2 separate regions of the Sus scrofa genome follow, and region 1 is linked to region 2. Evidence: chromatin contacts called from public targeted proximity ligation data. All regions are on one chromosome and are shown on one strand. The core of a region is the stretch at or near the end of the contact, and the rest is flanking DNA. Distances in the headings are between cores, read along the strand shown.

The links.
Region 1: a targeted proximity ligation map of alveolar macrophages shows a contact between it and region 2. A contact is called at or near these places in 5 of 47 Hi-C or Micro-C datasets (alveolar macrophages, embryonic fibroblasts, liver and 1 more) and 2 of 2 datasets of targeted methods (alveolar macrophages and skeletal muscle).

Annotation. Positions count from the first base shown.
Region 1 is chr3:114,230,801-114,233,901 of Sscrofa11.1, forward strand. It overlaps a transcript of NCOA1 not described here. Among named protein-coding and RNA genes, the nearest start is that of ITSN2, 130 kb to the right of the region's middle.
Region 2 is chr3:114,162,002-114,165,031 of Sscrofa11.1, forward strand. It overlaps a transcript of NCOA1 not described here. Among named protein-coding and RNA genes, the nearest start is that of NCOA1, 65 kb to the left of the region's middle.

The sequences.
Region 1 (3,101 bases), core at 116-2,615, 69 kb after region 2:
TCACAACTGCCGCTGAGCTGGAAATGGCCACAGATCTCCTCTCAACACAGTTCTCCGCGTACTCATTCCAGTCACAACTCATAGCAAATCACTGAAGGTTAGACCTACATGTACTAATTTCACATCTATCTCTTTCTTTGTCTATTACACATGTGATTATCACTGTTGAGCACGTTACTGGTTTTATTAATTATAAAATACTTTAGACAGGAGTTCCCGTTGTGCTGCAATGATTAACGAATCCGACTAGGAACCATGAGGTTTCAGGTCTGATCCCTGCCCTTCCTCAGTGGGTTAAGGATCTGGCGTTGCCGTGAGCTGTGGTATAGGTTGTAGACACGGCTAGGATCCCGTGTTGCTGTGGCTGTGTTGTAGGCCAGCGGCTACAGCTCCGATTGGACCCCTAGCCTGGGAACCTCCATGTGCCGCAGGAGCGGCCCAAGAAATGGAAAAAAGACAAAAAAAACAACAACAACAAAAAACTTTAGACATACAAAGAGGCAATTAAAAAAATAATTTTAACATAAATAACATACCTACTATCTAACTAAAGAAATATAACATGACAAATTCAGTTAACATCGTCCCACTTTCAATAAATATTTATCTTTTTAAAAAAGAACTGTGACTAAACTCTTTCCCTCTCAGTTAAAAATATCTGTATGAAGCCTATATACATGGTCCATGGAGTAAAACCAAGACATCACTCTTCACTGAGAGACTCTTAAGCCATCTCTGACATGTGACAGTTACCACATATGAAATCTCTATCACTGTCAATCTGAAAAAGAGAAGGAAACTCTCCTACGTGTCAACAGCTATAGTAATGGAAACAGAAGTTAGAAAATGACCAGAGGGTTCTTTCCATCCAAGCTTCTCACTATCACTTAGCCAAAGGCATCTTTGGCTATCCATCTTCCCTAGAGTATCGTCAGCCCAGCACACTTCTCATTTTAATATCTATAACACTTTTAAGACACTTTCACACACAATACCTCATTAACCCTACAAGCTAGATAAGGCAACTATACTTATATCCCATTTTACAGATATGGAAAAACAAAGCAATTAAGACTGGAGTCACACAAGGCTTGAATCCCTGCTTCCTTACTTCTCAGCAATGTGAAACGCAAAATAAAGATACCTGGCTTACAGAGTAGTTATGAGGATCAGATTACACAATGTACACAAAACACTCAGCACAGAACCTTATGTAAAATAAGCACTAAATAAATGGTAGCTGCTGCTATTGCTGCTGCTGCTGTTGTTAATTATGCAAGATCAAACAGCTCCTAAACAAGGAAGCCAAGACTGAAAGCTAGGTCTTGTTTGAGCCTACACAACACAGCTTCATTCTCAAATGATTACCAGGAGTCCTATCTGTACAGCGTAGACACCACCATTTCCAGGCAATGCTTCCCTTTTCTCATCAAGATACCATGGTGATCACTAAGATTTTAAGTCCCAAAAGCCAATAGCAATACTCACAGCTGCTAACATCACAAAAGACAACTAGACATTGCATATGTCTCATTATACCATCTATAAAGTCATCTTGCCCCCACCCCCAAATTAAACTTTCATCAAGCTTCTACATCAAACTACTATTTACAGGATATACAGAGGGTAGAGAATATGTTAAACTAAACAGAAATCCAGACTGTAAAAAACTATAGGACAAACCACCCAGGTTCTTCAACAGACAAACTAAAAGGAAAAAAAGAGAGGGAGGGAAAAAGAAGGCATCTACAAATTTTAAAAAGACATAAAAGGCATTTCAATCAATCCTGATGTCAAAAAAAATTTTTTTTAATTCTCCCCACGAAAAAACACAATAGATTCAGCCCCATTGTACATTTCCACTTGGGGGAGAGAATACACTAGTGATATAACCAGAATATACAGGAATATTTTAGGCTTTGGGAAATTTCCTTTTATCCCTTGACAATCAATAAAATGGCATCCTGGCTTTTAAAAGAAACGTAACAATAACAACACATGTACCCTTTGCTCTGCCTATGCTACACCTACAATAAAAGTCTTATTCTGAAGAGTATTTTTAAAGACCACAGGTTTACAAGTTCTTAAAATGATCCTCCCCCGCTCCCAACCCCCCACCTCCCAAATCTACAAGAGAAGGCTGGAGCAAAGGTCAAGGGAAAAAACAAACAAGAAAAGTCAGGAAGGAACACTTCTGTAATGGAAGCTTAAACGTAACACCATCAACAGGATTAGCTGTCAACAGGAACCTTCTCAGAAGTAATCCATCCTATGATGCCATTTGAGAAATCCTAATGAAAATTATAGCACCTCCCTGTCATCAAGAAGCAGCCAGCTTAAGGTAAATTAAATGAAAATTAATCTGAACTTTCAATATGAGAACATGCTGTAATGAAGATTACTTGCTTATTTCCATCTTATTCTAAAAAAGATTTGAGACAGATCACAGAGTACATCAGAATTAAAAAGAAAGAAGTGACAAGAATGGGGCAAAGAGAAAATGAGGGAGGAAAATAAGCTGAGGTCAGAGATAACTATAGTTTACCACACAACTATATGCCACAAAGTCATATACCATTGCAAGGGATGAGCTGCACACCTGACTAAGCTACCTTGCAAAGAAAGAAATACCACAGGTTATAAGAGTCATGATGACTATGTAATACAAGTAAACCATTTGGTCAAAGGAAACACAGCTCTTCCTAGGACCGAGACCTGGGAAAAAATTATTACATATTTTTACATGGGTCCTAGTGATAATGAGGATGATGAAAATGACAGCAGCTTAAACTATTCATTTAAAAATATGATAGTAAATTTTATGTTACATGCACCTTACCACAATTTTTCTTTTAAAGAGGAGGGAAAACAACAGCAGCCATTTTCACTGCACCTCCCCTGGGCCAGGCATATTCTAAGCATTTTATATGTTTAAATTCACAAAATTCTCACAACAGCCTTGTAAAGTTAAGTACAATTATTACCCCCACTTTACAGATGAGAAAACTGAGGCACCAAGAAGTTAAATAACACACAACTAGGAAGTAGCAGAGCCAAAATTCAAGCCCAGTAAACCTAGTTCCAGAGCCCTAACCATTACA
Region 2 (3,030 bases), core at 65-2,564:
AGTGGAGGGCGGAACTCCCATCCTTGACCAGCAGTAATGAGCACTATCTCACCACCTTGAGAGTCAACAGAGGCAGAGTGAGGAACTTGGACTTCTACCCCCACTGGGCAGTAAAGTGGCAGAGCACTACCCTCCTTCCCATGTTGGGGCAGTGCCAGAAGAAGCCAGCTAAACCAGAATGTTTAAATAGGATCCAGAGTCTCAGCACATGATACCCAAATGTCCAGGTATCAAATAAAAATCATTCTTCATAATAAGAACTTTCATAACTCTCACTGTAGCAGGGAATATCTCAAACTGAATGAAAAAAGACCATCCACAGATGCCAATATCTAGGTGATGGATATGGTAGGATTATCTGAAGAGGATTTTTTTTTCAGTATTAAGTAGTATTTATTGAACATATACTATGTGCTTAGCTAACGCAATAAACATATTATACATTTAAGTAAACCCTTCCCATAATTCTGTGAAGCAATTACGAATTACTGTTATTAACCCCATTTTATGCAAGGTGAAAACTACAAAGAGATTAAATTACAGATTAAAACCCCAGAGGTTGCCCAGCTTCCTAAAATTATTGGGAGGGAGACCCAGGATTAAAACTCTGATGGCCAGCCTCCCGACATAATGCTTGAATAGGATTTTTAAGTGACCATTATAAACATGTCTCAAAGAGCAATTACACATATGCTTGAAACAAACAAACAAAAACCAGGAATATCAACAAAGAAAAAATAGATAAGAAAGAGCCGAATGGAAATTTCAGAACTGAAAAAATACAATAACTGAAATAAAAGACACAACAGATGAGAACAAGAGTAGAATGGAGAGGACAAGGAAAAACCACTGAACTGGAAGACAGAACAAAAGAAACGACCCAATCTGAACAACACAGAGAAAACACTGAAAACACTCTTGGAGACCTGTGGGACTATAACAAAAGACTTCTCTTCCATGTTATCTGAGTCCCAAAACGAAAGAAAGAGGGTGAGAATGAAAAAGTACTCCAAGAAACAAAAGCTGGTAACTTCTCAAGGTTGGCAAAATATACAAACTAGGGTTCCAGCAGTTAAGTAAACAGGATAAACCCAAAATAATCCATACTAGGACAGCTCATAGGTAAACTTCGGAAAACTAAAGACAAAAAAATGTAGTGAAACAGAGAAAGAAATGATGCTTTACCTATAGGGGAAAACAATTCAAGTGACAAATTTCTAATCTAAAACAAAAGAGGGATAAAGGAAGTGGCAGTGAAGTCCACATCTGATCATGTGTTTCTATATCTGTTTTCCTCTTGTTCATGACCCTTGGTATGCCTGGAAGCTACAGAATGAATGTCAGATATTGCACAATAAATACAGCAGAGGTTATGACTGATATTATCTTTTCAATAGAAGATTTTCTTCAGTTTCTAGTTGGCAATGGGATGTAATTCAATCAGAGATTAAGCTAATTTAAAGCTAGTTTTTTTGGTTTGGGGTTTTTCTTTGGTCTTTTTGTCTTTTTTTAGGGCTGCACCCACGGCATTTGGAAGTTCCCAGGTTAGGGGTCCAATCAGAGCTGCAGCCACTGGCCTACGCCACAGCCATAGCAACGTGGGATCCAAGCTGCATCAGCAACCTCACCACAGCTCACAGCAACGCTGGATCCTTAACCCAATGAGCGAGGCCAGGAATCGAACCCACAACCTCATGATTACTGGTCGGGTTTGTTAACCACTGAGCTAAGACGGGAACTCCTAAAACTAGTTTTCAATCATATTATGACCTGGTCACATGCACCACAATGTTCACAGCAGCACTATTCACAATTGCCAAGATATGGAAGCAACCTCAGTGTCCATCAACAGATAAATGGATAAATAAGATTGGTATGTGTGTGTGTGTATATACAAACATACATACACACACATACAATGGAATACTACTCATCCACAAAAAGAATGAAATTTTGCCATTTGTAGCAACATGGATAGACTTGGAGGGCACCATGCTAAGTGAAATGAGTCAGAGAAAGACAAATATTGCATGATATCATTTATATGAAGAATCTAAAAATTACAATAAATTAGTGAATTTAACAGAAAAGAAGCAGATTCACGGATACAGAGAATAAATAAGTGGTTACCAGTGGAGAGAGGATGGGGGGAGGAGTTATATGGGGTAGGGGATTACAGGTATAATCTATTATGTAAAATAAGCTACAAGGATATACTGTACAACATGGGAGATATAGCCAATATTTTATAATAACTGTAAATGGAGTATAATCTTTAAATATTGTGCATCACTGTATTGCATACCTGCAACTTATATAATACATATATCAACTACACTTCAACTAAGAAAAAAGACCTAGAATAAATATATGTATACGTATAACTGATTCACGCTGCTGTACACCTGAAACTAAAACAACATTGTAAAACAAATATATCCCAATAAAATTATTTTATTCTTCTTTCAGTTTCATTCATATATAACCGACAGGGAGCATTGTAAAAATTTAAAGTGTACAGCATAATGATTTAACTCATAATATCATGAAATGATTACCACAATAAGTTTAGTGAACATCCAGTAAAAATTTTTAAATAAAAATAAATTTAAAAAAAAAGGCTTGGTCTCCTTCTCTGGTTCACCCTTATTGTTAGGATACAGTTATTTAGAAAGCTCAGCTGAAGGCCTAGGATACATACCAGGACTCCTCTATGTCTTTAGCACCCTGAGATTACTGAAAATTCTGCTTTTTTTTTTTTGTCTTTTTAGGGCCACAGCCTCAGGATATGGATGTTCCCAGGTTAGGAGTCGAACTGGAGCTGCAGCTGCCAGCCTACACCACAGCCACGGCAACACCAGATCCAAGGTGTGTCTGCGATCTACACCACAGCTCATAGCAATGCTGGATGTGAGGCCAGGGATTGAACCCGCATCCTCATGGATACTAGTCAGTTTTATTTCCAATGAGTCACAAGGGAAACCCCTTTTTTTTTCTGCTTAACTTTTTGATCTTTTAGTAGCCACCTTC